Linked DNA regions of Sus scrofa: regions 1 and 3 are each linked to region 2. The links are chromatin contacts, called in public HiChIP or PLAC-seq maps. All regions are on one chromosome and are shown on one strand. Each heading gives the region's core, a stretch centred on a gene start, on an enhancer-like site or on the middle of the called end of the contact. The rest is flanking DNA. Distances are from core to core; before and after follow the strand shown.

The links. HiChIP or PLAC-seq counts read pairs in DNA pulled down with a chosen protein or histone mark.
Region 1: an H3K27ac HiChIP or PLAC-seq map of skeletal muscle shows a contact between it and region 2. The contact joins the promoter of PLN here to the enhancer-like site in region 2. A contact is called at or near these places in 2 of 5 promoter capture datasets (fetal skeletal muscle and liver), 26 of 47 Hi-C or Micro-C datasets (adipose tissue, alveolar macrophages, blood and 13 more) and 2 of 2 datasets of contacts at active chromatin or transcription factors (alveolar macrophages and skeletal muscle).
Region 3: an H3K27ac HiChIP or PLAC-seq map of skeletal muscle shows a contact between it and region 2. The contact joins two enhancer-like sites. A contact is called at or near these places in 2 of 5 promoter capture datasets (fetal skeletal muscle and liver), 29 of 47 Hi-C or Micro-C datasets (adipose tissue, alveolar macrophages, blood and 16 more) and 2 of 2 datasets of contacts at active chromatin or transcription factors (alveolar macrophages and skeletal muscle).

The regions. Positions count from the first base shown.
Region 1 is chr1:43,457,531-43,462,015 of Sscrofa11.1, reverse strand. PLN (phospholamban) reads left to right here and starts at 3,091. Exons shown (of 2, transcript NM_214213.1): 1 at 3,091-3,164. All of the region lies in intron 3 of CEP85L (centrosomal protein of 85 kDa-like), which reads right to left.
Region 2 is chr1:43,282,687-43,286,878 of Sscrofa11.1, reverse strand. No RefSeq gene overlaps it. Among named protein-coding and RNA genes, the nearest start is that of ASF1A, 70 kb to the right of the region's middle. Within about 2 kb of position 1,693, at least 39 of the 83 cell types and tissues checked have an H3K27ac peak or open chromatin away from gene starts, as enhancers often do. A contact at or near this core is called in adipose tissue, alveolar macrophages, fetal skeletal muscle and 4 more, where this site is marked.
Region 3 is chr1:43,427,286-43,431,967 of Sscrofa11.1, reverse strand. The region is part of intron 2 of CEP85L (centrosomal protein of 85 kDa-like); the gene reads right to left. Among named protein-coding and RNA genes, the nearest start is that of PLN, 29 kb to the left of the region's middle. Within about 2 kb of position 2,942, at least 2 of the 83 cell types and tissues checked have an H3K27ac peak or open chromatin away from gene starts, as enhancers often do. A contact at or near this core is called in skeletal muscle, where this site is marked.

The sequences.
Region 1 (4,485 bases), core at 1,842-4,341, 170 kb before region 2:
GTGTAACTTCAAGTGGTATGAATGTAAACAGTATTTCAAGCTATTTGCAAAAACTACAATATATGAAATTATCTAAGATTGCTATAGTGACAGTCAAATGCATTGCTAACTGCAGTTGTGGTCTACAGTCAAAACTAAGTGTTAAATATCATTTAGAGTTTAGCAAAAAAAAAAAAGATGTCTAACATTTTCCCTATACAAGTTCAGAAGGCACTGAACTCATGCATGGATGCAGATTAAGAACCATCTAAGCAATGAGTTCCCGTCAGTGACACAGCGGAAACGACTCTGACTAGGAACCATGAGGTGGTGGGTTCGATTCCTGGCCTCGTTCAGTGGGTTAAGGATCTGGCATTGCCATGAGCTGTGGTAGAGGTTGCAGACGTGGCTCAGATACCGTGTTGCTGTGGCGTAGGCCGGCGGCTACTGCTCTAACTAGACCCCTAGCCTGGGAACCTCCATATGCCGCATGTGTGGCCCTAAAAAGACAAGAAGACAAAAAAAAAAAAAAAAAAAAAAAAAAAAAAAAAAATCATCTAAACGAAAATAGAAAATAAGTACTAACACTAAATGGGCACCGTGTTGTGAGATCTCTAATAGGCATTACACAGGCTTCATCTAATTAAACCCTCATAACAAGCCCATTCTACAGATAAGGCAGCTTAGAGGATTTATACAACAACAAAAATAGTTTCAAACTACAGTCACACTCCAAATGAAGATTCTTACAAAGCACCTCTAAAAACATTTTCCAGCCCCTCAATGTGGAATTTTGGAGGAATAATATACTGATTATACTGTAGTTCACCAATGCTCCTACTAAACAACTTTCTGTTTAGGCAATCGGGCTAAAACTAAGATGTAACAAGTCCTAGCACTCCCCTTGGACTAATAACAACGATCATCACATCATCTGCAGCAGTAGCAGCAGCAGCTAACCAAAAGGAAAAGGGTAAAACACAAAAGTTCCCCACCCTGGTATAAATCTGAAAATTGATTTTTTTATCCCCATTTTCCAACTCTGACACACAGTCTGTTAGTATTCTTCTAAGGATGAGTGTGTGTGTGAGCGTTTGCGTGCGTGTGTGTGTGTGTGTATCCAATAAGCTCTGAAAGCAAATTTGCCAACTGTGAAATATCTAGGCCATATTTTATTCAACTATGCATTCTATTTTCTTAGCACTAGAGGTGCTCACACTACAGTGATCTATCCCCCTAAGCTTCATTTTCAAATGAATGTGTAGGTGAACTTAAAGCAGATTTTCTAAAAATAGTTAGGCTTTCAATAATTCATCTATCTCTATATTAAAATCCCTTAGTTGAGGTATGCTACTCTGTGAAATCTATATCCAAATTATGATCTTCTCCCCCACAATCTGCCAACCTATCAGAGAATTATAACAGATGCAGTTGTGAATCCTCAGTCAGCCTCTTAGCAGCTATGCCATCTTTGACAAATTACTGTAAACCACTTTAGGGTTATATTTCAAGTCCTGAGATTTTATATTCAGTAGTTACTGGAAATTGATAATGATGATAAGAGATACTTGCTACATAAGGATTTAAAAAATGCCTATCGAGTGCTGAGCAAAATCTCAAAAAACATTCATACAATTTATTTAACTTTGGGTTTTACTTTTAAGCTGTAAATTTTTCTTTGGCAATGTTCACAGACGGTCTTTGCTGAAATATTATTTCTCTGATAGTTTTAGCTGATTCTTTAAATAACGAGAGGTTTGCTCTAGCAAAGGATTTATCTTTCTTTGGAAGAAGCCAAAATCATCTCCATTTAAGGACACATAAACAGCTGCTGGAAAAGATTTTAGTTACCCATAAGAAAGTAAAGCAGGCTGAGTTCACTCTGCCGTTAAGTATAAAACAAATTAAAAATAACAATTAGCTTGTCCAGAATTATGGGCAAGATTTAAAGAATTAGAATTCTGAGATGTGGTGATTTAAGTAAATCTAAAATATAAACAAAAAAATTAGAAAAAAACAGGAAAATGATGCCTGGCTTTTCAAAGGAATACTTTTCTGTTCTCGGAAGTTTGAAATATCATTCCATTTACTAAAATTTAATTTACATAGTAATTTTCAGGAAAACAATTACTGCATTAAATGAGCATACCCTTTTAGAAACACTACTTAAATTTCCAAACACACGCACACCTGTCGTTAATAAAGTGTCATTAACTAGGATGCCACTGATTAGGGATTTGTGATTATTTCTTTTCTGCTGCAAAGTTACTCCTGATACTGTGTCAGCTTACTAAAATTTTAGTAAGATTTTACGGTAACTTAAGGCAGCTGTTAAAAAATCCTAAGTACTTAAATTTGTAAACAGCGAATTTTCCAGGGTAATATCTATCAGTTTAAACATGAGAATTACAGTAAATATATTGTTCTAAATGAAGAAAACACAAATGAATTAAATATATTTATTCTTACTTTAACTGTAAGGTAAAGCTAATTTTTTTTTAAACCAAAATCAGTCTTCTTATCCTTGTTTTCTCACACACACTCTCTCTCCCATACACACATAGGTATGAAAAAAGAACACAGTCAGTCAGGAAAAGGTGTAAAATTTGATTCTGTAACAATGTTTAATTATTATCTTGCTAGAAGCTAACATTCTGAAGCTGCAGTGTTAAAGCAACAGCAACAACTCAATCAAAGTTGTCTGGCTTAAGCCAGTATTATTACTCTCAATCTATTAAAACTCATATTACTTTAATTCTTCAACATTATCACCCTCAGTTTACAATTATTTCTAAGCCTGAAGATGCATGAACTTTTACAAAACAGCTATCACTCTGAACTTTCTATTCACCCTGAACTTTTCAATTTACCTCCCATATATTTTAAAAGTTAAAAAAAAGAAAAAAAAAAAAAGAAGCACAAAGTATTAATGACCTTTCTATAACTAATGTTAAGATAAATGACATTCTAAAAAGTTTGGCTGTGATAAGACTATGGCTAACCAATCATAACTTCAGAATTCCTGGGTGACATCATAAGACCTCCCTATAACCCTTTTCCCCCTCCACCTACTTCAATTGTTCCCATAACTCTGGTAACAGAGTCAGAAAACTTTCCAGCTAAACACCGATAAGACTTCATACAACTCACAATATTCTATACTGTGATCATCATAAACAGCCAAGGTAAGAAACAGATTTTACTGATTATGGCAACTCTTACTTTCTATAATTCAAACTTAGAGAACTTTTTAAAAAGAGTTAATCGTACTTGGTAAATTTCAGTAGGAAGTTTGATAATGTCTGGCTGACGTAAAGCTTAATTTCTAAATAAATGCTTGTCCATTCAAGTAATAGTAACAATAAGACTGTATTCATCTTTGATCCTGGTTAATGGTTTGTCATTTTAATTTAACTTTCACTTTTATTTCCGCTGTTCAAAGGTGAATTTCTGCCAATTAAAGTATCTTTCAACTATGTTACCATGTTTGGTGGTAGAGGTGATTTGATTTCTCCATACAAAAACAATGTTTTCATTTTGTTATGTTACTCTGCTAAGGAGAAGGGTAGGGCTGGGCTGTCTGTTTACATCTAGATACTATGAACAATGGTGTGACTGTATAAAATGCACATTATTGGCATGAGTATTCTGATATTATCATTATGATTCCTTACAGTGAATATTAATAAAGTGGAGTTTAAGAATAAATAGCACAAACTAGTTTTAAAATGCTTTTGAAGACTTTTTTTCCTTTCTATAAAGTCCAGTCAACTTCTACAAAAAAATCCAAGCTTTTAATAAATTGTGTTATTTCTATTAAATTTAATATTCTATCATAAATGATAAGTTTGGGCATTTCAAAATACTTGTCAGAAACATGTAAAATTCTTTATGAAGTTACAGAATATTAATTTATTTTAAAAATAAAAAAACATTATTTTGGCAGTACAAATATTCCTATCTCATTTGAGTGAATTTGATAAAAATGGATCTTTACTCTGCCTATTAATGAATATACTTTTATCAAGGTACTATCCTCCAGTGTTTCTCAGTTTCCTCTCTTGTACTTAGAGGGTGGACAGGAGAGGATGAAAAATGCCCAAGAAGGGAGATACCACCATAAATTTTGTAACTTCTGTTTAAATTCTACTCTACTCTTGATGTTACAACCCTCAATTTAATGTATAAAATGTGTCTTCATTCTAAGATTTCAGTCAGGGCATAAAGGATATTATGATTTTCATTATTTTTATCTTTACATAAATGTCAAAATAAAATTACCTCTGGAATTTTAAGTTCGAATGACAAATGTTAATTCTACTGCTTTTTATAGATAAGAACTTTTTAATTCCTTAAACAGCTTTCCTTGAGGCACGCAAAGACATTTCCAATTTTTGTCTCCCACTGAAGCACCCTAACTGCCTATCAATATCTTTATTTTCATTAAATATTTTTCCTTGGATATTACAAAGTCACTCAGTGTGGGTGTTTTATATGCAGTTTTTA
Region 2 (4,192 bases), core at 444-2,943:
CAGTTTACAGCTTTTTTCTGAGAGTCCAAATGTTGTCTCTCCGTACCCACAAATTCCAACACTCATTGTGACTCTGGCTGCTCATGAAGTTGCAGAAAGGCAACCCCTATCCTCCATAGCTGCCGCAGCTATCCCAGCAAAGCCCAGGTCTCTGCTCACAGCAGAGGTCTTCATGAATGCAGACTCCTGGGGACTTTGCATTCTTGGAGGCTCCAGGTCTCCAAGATTGACTGAGGAACTAGTGTCTCAGATGCACTTCCTTCTCCCCTCAATTTTTCTTCCAGATACATATGAAAAAATTAAAAGTTCTTTCTTCTTCAGCCCAAAAAAAAAACCTCATCATGCAACTCAAATACTTGTGGTCCTAGTGTAAAACGCACATCAGAATCAAGCTGACTCAAAGTAGGACCTGGCATTAGTCAAACCTGCAACACAATGAATGGAGCTTAAGATCCTCGCCAGCAATTCAGTCCTGGACTAAATACCTGGAAGGTAACACATCTGAGCTGTCGTGTGGCTCAGGTGGGGAAACCACAACTGCCAATGACTGGTTGGCTGGGACTCCTGGGGTTCCCGTAATAGGGTTGTAATTCCTCAGTCTGATGGACTCATGGTATGAAGACATAGCTTTATGCAGCATTATTAGTTTATGTAAATAAGTCAGAAACTTTTAGCCAGAATTCAAATACCCAGGAAACTGAATTGACTATTAACAAGATTACTGACTTGCAAAAATGCATTTTGTTCTTAATGTTTGACAAATGCAATTTTTGCTCCAGTTGTTTAAGATACAGTTTCTCATGGTTGGTGAGGAAAGAAAGCTGCTTGCTCCAAATGTGCAAAGCAATGACACTTGCGTAACATGGGGCCTTAGGGCGGTGACCAGATGGTTCACTTCTGCTGACAGGCGAGATCCCTGCTAGGCTGTGGATGAAGACATGCAGGCGTTATTGGAATTTCTGTTTTACCAAAGGAGAATTAAGGAATATTTACCAAATGGGTTTTCTGTGTGCCCGTATTTACTACCAAAATTCCCGTGTGAATAAGGTCATACAATAAGCCCTTTATTTGGTATTACATTGTGCTGAGTCCTGACACTAAAACAGAATATCTGAAATAACTGTCATAATGTGTGGCCACCTTAGGCAGAGGACAGAAAGCCTGCAGCTATTTGCAGCTCCCAGCACTTCAAAACGTGCAAAAAAATGCAAGGTAAAACACATACATAGGCGTACACACATACACACCAGTGCTTTACGGGAATGGAAAAGGAAGACAGATTTCCCTCTTTAAATGATATATTCTCTAACCTTTCAGATATGTGAAAGCCAGCTTAAGCTCTGAAGAAAAGGTAAGTTTCATCTACTGGGTGATCTCTGGGATGCCCCCGGGTGATTGCAGATCCCAAATGTAATCATTGAAGTGTTGGCGTTTTTGTTCTCCTTTTCTGCGTGTTCATGGCAGAGCTCCATTGTCTATGCTCTCAGGCAGCTTGTGCTGACAGATTCCACGTGAAATCACAGAGGGCAATTCTCCGCTGCTGACGGGAACGCTGGGGTAGGGGGAGAGCGCCCTTCCGCTGGGGGTTGGGCCCTGACTCAGAGCAGGATGCCCAAGTAATTCAGTTTACCCAGACCAGCCAAGCCTCTGCGTCTGTGCTGAGAATCCAGCCTGGAGAGACTCCTCTAGGATGACACCTAGAGATGACTGAAGGAAACAACTCTGGGCGACCTCAAAGACAAAGTAAGGGTGGGTTCTGTTCTGTGTGCGCATGTGTGCGTGCGTGCGTGCCTGCACGCATGCACGTGTGGGGGCGTCTTGGGTGTGCTGTGGATGGGATGGGGAGGTGTTGCGGACGGTAAGGGAAATTGCCAACTCTTCTTGGGTGTTTGAGAAAAATCCGGTTAGGTTTCTACCTAACAGGATGCAGCATCAAAAAAGAATTTCAGATGGATTTTTTAAAAATATGTAAACAAAACCACAAAGGAATATTTTTTTCCTCTGTAAAGAGATTGTGATTACATCTGACAGAAACATTTAGGAGCACCACCAGCACCTTGTGACTGATGAGAGGTGGAAAGTAAGAGAGAGAGGTTAGGGCTGAGAACCAGATTGGGGCTCCTGTATTCTTCTCTGTGGAGACAAGATACTGCCTGCATCACCCAGCCCCACCTGCCCTAGCTGCTCCGTCACCAAACTCTCAAACAAGGCAGTCCCTGAATTCCTTACTATGACAATTACATCATCTTGCTGCAAATAATGAAAATATCTTTTGAACCAAAACTTAGGTCACAAGGTTCCTGCATGGTCTTAAAATGCGGGCAGGGCTGTGCCTCCAATGAGGGTATAATGTTCGAAAGATGGTTCAGCTTTAAGGACTCTGTGCTCCCAAGTGGGATCTGAAATGCCAGGAGCTGTTTGGTGGGGTGTCTCCCAGGTCCTCAGGTCCTTAGGAGAACCGTGTCTGACCTCATAAAGCACATAATAAAATTTATCTTGGAAAATCTTGGGACTCCATAATCTCCACATGTGGCCTCTGAAGGAATTCTTTTTCCAAAACCATGTTTAATCTCACGAAGCCCAAAGTAAGTCCTAAAAGACTTATTTCTTTCTTTTTAATTACCTAGGTAAAAAATCCCTAATGCATTTCCTTTCAATGGGCTAAAGCCCCACTTCTAGGCTTATTGGAGATTGCATGATGCAGAACATCATTGTGGGGCCCTTTGGCAGTGATGGAATCAGGAGATGCTGGGCCCCATGGCAGAGGTGCTGTGACCAGGTGCAGGCAGCGGCTTCCAGACTAGCCTACAAAGGAGCGATAATCATCTCTCCCGGTATTCTCAGGCAGTTGAGAGCTATGCTAGTTAAGAGTCCATGTGAGGTTATCGATTTTATTGCTTAAATAAATAAAATTTTAAGACATCCCTCGTAATCACTGTGTCTTCTTTGAGCTCTGTCTCCGGCTATGTCTTCTTTATTGCAGGGCGGAGGGAAATTCTCTGTGTCACTTCTACATGCCTTGTGACAAATTTTGCCCCAGACTGCTGTTTCAAGGATACTTATATTAAAAAACAGCCTCGGAGGATACGGATAGAATCTCTTTCTGGGGCAGAGGACATATTTGTTTTCTGGCAATGATAATAAAAATGTCTGTCTCCAGAACAAAGGTTGGGCAGGTTTGCTAAGAGTCCCACTATAAGATCAGAGGTCTTCTAAGCTCACAGCTCCTCGGCTTTGACCTAAACCCTCTGTGTATCCACCTGGGCCCACCTCTGCATCAGCCCCATGGGGCTTGGGGCCGAAGGGGAAGCTATGAGAACATGAGCTCATGCTGCCTGCTGTGAGTAATAAATGTCCTTTGTTGCTGACCAGGGGTCTGCATCTTGTGCCAGCATCAGTGAAGCTCTGACTGGCTAACTGAGTGCAAGCAGAGTAAAAAAATCAGACCCCTCACAATTTTTTTTTTGGTATGGAAGTTCCAGGGCCAGGGACTGAATCTGAGCTGCTGCTACGGCAACACCAGATCTTAACCTGCTGCATCACAGCAGGAACTCCTCACAATTATTGACATTATTTTATCTGGTCATCTCTTTGGGTCATCATTTGACCTGAAGCTGGGGGAAATGATAGTGAAGGTATGATAAGGACAACAAAATCAAATTAAGTAGCTAATGAGAGTTTAATGTTGCTCTCGCCGGGGTCCTGCTAGCCTCCTGGCTGTCTTGACTCCTTCCTTGCCCCCATCGAAGTGAGTACCAGGCCAGTGCATGGCTGGGCGCACTCTGAGTTCTTCAGTGTAGTGGGTGCCTCTGTGTACCAACCACTTCTCAATCCGTGATCTGGGCTTCTTGCCACAGTTTTGAAAGTTTGGAATGCTCCCTGACCTGAGGCTGAGAAGGGTTAAGAAACTTGTCCAATTCACAGAGCCTGGTAATGGAGGAAGGATTTCCATTTGTATTAATCTGGTAGCAAAGCTCATGTTCCTCCCCCCACAACCCTCTGCCACCTCAGTTACACAAATGAAGTTTCAAGGGAAAACAGAAATCGTTTAAGTGGATGTTGGCCAGTCTGCTTAACTTCCTCAAATGACTGCTACTACCCCATTTCCTGATTTGCTGCCCTATTTTATTTGACCCCTATTACTACCAATCCATAGCGGGTCCTCCTCCCTCTTCTCATTAGCATCTCTTTT
Region 3 (4,682 bases), core at 1,693-4,192, 140 kb before region 2:
CATTAAGTGAAAATCCACTCAAAAGATAAGAACTGTCCAAATCATTTTTTTAATCTAGCTAAATGTTTACAAAAGACACACCTAAAATATCAAGTCATATTTTGGCATTATGGTATTTGCACAGAGCCAAGAATGACTACATAAAAGAATCATACAGAAATAAATGTCATGAACTTATGGAAAACTGTATGTTGTCAGGTACCAAATCATGACAAACATACTTCCCTGAACCACTTGCTCCTATTCTTTATTTCTTAAGTATAGTGAGACTTTTCTATTTTCCTACTGCCAAACATATGGCCTGTTCTAGCTATTGTACTTGATAGTAATAGCAAACAATTCTGTATGAATCTTGGTTCTCATTTTGTTATTGTCTAACCGCTATTACCAATCACCTTTTTTCCTTGACTGTTTTATATTTTTTCTAAATTGTATTTTGTGAAGTCACTTCAAATCCAATGAGACAGAGAATCTGTGTAAAGTTCTAAAATGACTTGTTTAAAATAATTACAGAAGTCTACTGTTCACAAATTAGTTCTCAAGTCCTTTTTGTAGTGTCTCTTAGCAACTATTCACAACAAACGAAGAAACTTCTTTCTATAAGCTTATATAAAACATGATTAAAAAACTGGTTTTTAAAAGGGGGGGAGTATTTCTGCTCTCCAAACAGATTATTAGCAACTTAATTAAAGAACAATCTGAGGTATAGTTTATTTATTTAATTTAATTTTATTTTTTTTGTCTTTTTGCCTTTTCTAGGGCCAGAGCCACAGCAACGGGATCCAAGCCATGTCTGTAACCTACACCACAGCTCATAGCAACACTGGATCCTTAACCCACTGAGCAAGGCCAGGGATCGAACCTACAACCTCATGGTTCCTAGTCGGATTTGTTAACCACTGTGCCACGACGGGAACTCCCTGAGGTATAGTTTAAAGAGGTCAACAACTGAAAGCAAAACAAATTTTAAAAGCTGGCAGGTAACAAAGCTCCTTATCATATTTACACAAAAACTTTAGTATTCTTGAATGTCTTTTAAAATTTTGTTCAACTATACCATTTTCTGGATATTTCCTACTAGTTTCAGTTTAGATTAGGTCTCATCACGCAGTTCACTTGCAAAGAGCGGCAAATGTTATTTCTTCGCTATAAAGATGTTTACAAATCAAATTTTAACTTGATCTCAAATTATGGGATATGATTTTTGAAAAGTCAAATATTCTCAGGAAAAAAAAAAAAAAACCTGTTACTTTATGAGAGAACAGACAAGAAATTATCATTTGGTCCTCTAGCCACCTGAAAGTCTAGGGAAATGTGTAGTCATTAACCTCTTCCCTAAGCTCATGGCTGTGTGACTGAAGAGCCTTTTCAGATCAGAAATACATAGGTTGGAGTTCCCATTGTGGTTCAGTGGGTTAAGAACCTGACATAGTGCCCATGAGGATGTGAGTTTGATCCCTGGCCCCAGTGTGTTAAAGATATGCATTGCTGCAAGTTGCCAGCAGATGTGGCTCAGATCTGGCGTTGCTGTGGCTATAGCACAGGACAGCAGCTGTTGGCTCAGATTCAATTCCTAGTCCAAGAACTTCCATATGTTGCAGGTGAGGCCATAAAAAGAAAAAGAAAAAAAGTACATGAATTCATCACAGTTCTTGAAAATGGACTAAATTCAGCTCTGCTTGCTCAGGTTCAGGCATTCATATTCTACCAGGCCAAGAAGCAAAACGGTAGGAAAAAAAAATGAGTGAATGAATAAATGAACCAAGAGATGCATGAATAACCCTGAAGGTAAAAATGATGTCCTCAAAGATACAAAATATACCTCCAACAAATAATTTTAATTTCTGCAAATCTGCTATATCTGTAATGCTCTTATATGCCATGTTTAAATCTTTAAATTTGAGTATTTTAACAAGTAATGTAAATCAACAAGAAAATTAAGTAGAGATGGGGAACAAAGGGAAAGAGCTGCTTAGTTTGCAAAAGAATCTAAGTCATAATTATTTTAAATATTGACTTGAAATTATTTGATTTCACAAGCAAAAAGAAGTATTCTGTACATAACCTTTGACCTACTTCCACATGCAAATGAAGAACTAAGCCCATAAAGGTTAAATTACTTGCCCAAGTACAGATCTCAAAATAGAATCCTGGTCTCTGGTTTCTCAGTCTAGTGTTACCTATACTATCCTACACTACACCTCTCTTCTTCCCCTCTAGTTTCTCCCTTCAGGAACAGATACCTAACAGTGCAGTTAAGAGCAGGGCTATGGAGTTAGACTTGAAGAAGCTCAGCTCCACACTTGATTAGCCAGCTATATAACCTCTGATATGTTATTAATCTTTTTCATCAGCAAAAAGATTGATTATAGAATGATTCTATAATGAAAAAAAATTATCATGTATAGAAGTAAAAGACCTCATATTGCAAAAACGTATGGTATATATTCTTAATAATGTTAAGGTCAACTGATCCACTATTATAATCTAATAACACCTAATCACTATAATAAAACACAACAAAGAAATAGAACACTGGGAAACTTTTATGACATCTTCCAAAATTTGTGGTTGCCTAGGGTTGGGGACATAGGGATGTTGTGGGGTGATGGCTAAAGGGAGTGAGGGTTTTCTTCAGGGTAACTGAAATGTCCGAAAATTGATACAGGTGACAGATATACAACGCTGTGAATATACTAAAAGCAGCTGAGTTGTACACTTTGAAAAGATGAGTTATATGGTATATAAATTACATCCCAATAAAGCTGTATAAAATGAAGAATATTTGGTTTTCATTGCCTAAATATCTCCTGAATCATTTCATTTTCTCCTTTCCTACTGTCTCTTTTTTATGCACAAGTCACCACTGGCTCCTAACTAGGTGCAAGTGGTCCCCTGGCATCCTGTTTTGCTCTCCTCTGATTCAGCACAGAATGTTTTTTCACCTCCCAGTTTTGACATGTTCTCTCAGCCTAGACTCCTCGCTTCCCTTGTTTTAACTTGTCAGTTCCTACTCATCTTTTCGGGTCTCAGCTTCAACATCACTTCTGCCAGGAGGCCTTCCCCTAATCCAGTGGATTTAGAAATGTTCCCCTACCCTGTGTACTTTGCCTATCATACTGCTCATTTTTTATGATAATTATTTTCTGTCTATCTTCTCCACTAGACTTTCTGTATACGATGAACAGAGAAAATGTCTGTTTAATTCTAACCTCTAAAACAGTACCCGACACACAGTAGACACCCAGTAAATACTGCCTACATGAATAAATAAATGACTGAACAAGTCCCTACCTACCTCACAAAGCCTTAGCTTCTTCGTAAAATAAAGACAATGCACCAAATGTTAACTTGTCTGATTTTTCTTCCTTTCTGACATATATTCACAGGATGACCTCAAAATTCATACTATTCAACAGCCCTATTATTTCTTAGTAAAAACAACTAACTAATGAAGATATGATTAAATTGAAGTCCATTTTTATCAGTCCCTATTTGAAATAAATGAGGTTAATTAGATAAGAAAATTATCTCTGATACAAATTAGCAGTTGGGAATTATCAAAGAAAAAAATATTTAACGATATCTGTACCTTTTTAAAATAAAATATATAAATATGCTTGAAAATTAGCCCCAAATAGACTACTAGAAGCTACGTTTAAGAACTCAGATTTAAAAAGATAAAAGAACAGAACGCAATCCTGCCTCTCAGACACCATATAGTTCAGGAGAGGAAGACTATCCTGTAGAAGATTACTAAACCAAGCCGAAGCAAAAATTAAGTTCTTTTGCAGCCTCAGGGTCTTAGAGCCCCAGTCCTACACTCCTCTTGCTTCTCCTTTAATCATTCAACCCTGGCACCACATCTAGGTTATGGCCCCACACAAGTACTATATGCATCAAAAACAAGTCCCTCTCAAACTAATTCTTTGCCAACAGCAGCTATTTATGTGGCCTCCAGGTCCCAGCAAAAAAAACCTAGGAAGAAATTGGTGATCTGCTGTGTAGCTTATGTTACAATTTGGTAGTCCTACAGGCACATCTATGCTCATGTCACAGATGTATTTTCTCTCAACCTGGAATCTGATACCACATGAACAAATCACCACAGCTAAAAAGTGGTGCTGTTAAATTAGTGTCCCAACTTGTTAAATATAAAAATCTCACACCTTTATTTAGCATTATTTGAAATCTCAAAATACCTTGCTTAAAAGCAAATCATTCAATGTTAACTTTAGATTAGTTTTCTGTGCTGGAGTCCCGTCCCTGCTGAGATTCTGATGTAATCCTCTTCTCCATGTTGATCTCTTTGCAATTCTGCAGTTCTTAAAAGAGTATTCAATAACTGTTTATTAGGTGAGTAAATGAACAAACTACTAAAAGGTTCATGTTAGGAAAGACTAGAAAAGTATCTCTATTTATATATTGGTCATTTATAAAACTGGATATTTCTAATTCCTAGAACATTTATAGCCTGTAAAATAAATATATTCTACACTTATGTAATAATTTTAAATTTTTACAGAATTAAAATAGAACACATTAAAATTTTAAAAAGTGCACTTTTTTTCAGATGATTCACAGAATACTTTGAGGATTTGGAAATGGCCAAAGAGCACTGCTTTGAACATCAGTTAAAACCAAACACTATAAAGCAGAGAGGAGGTGGGGAGAGTGAAGGT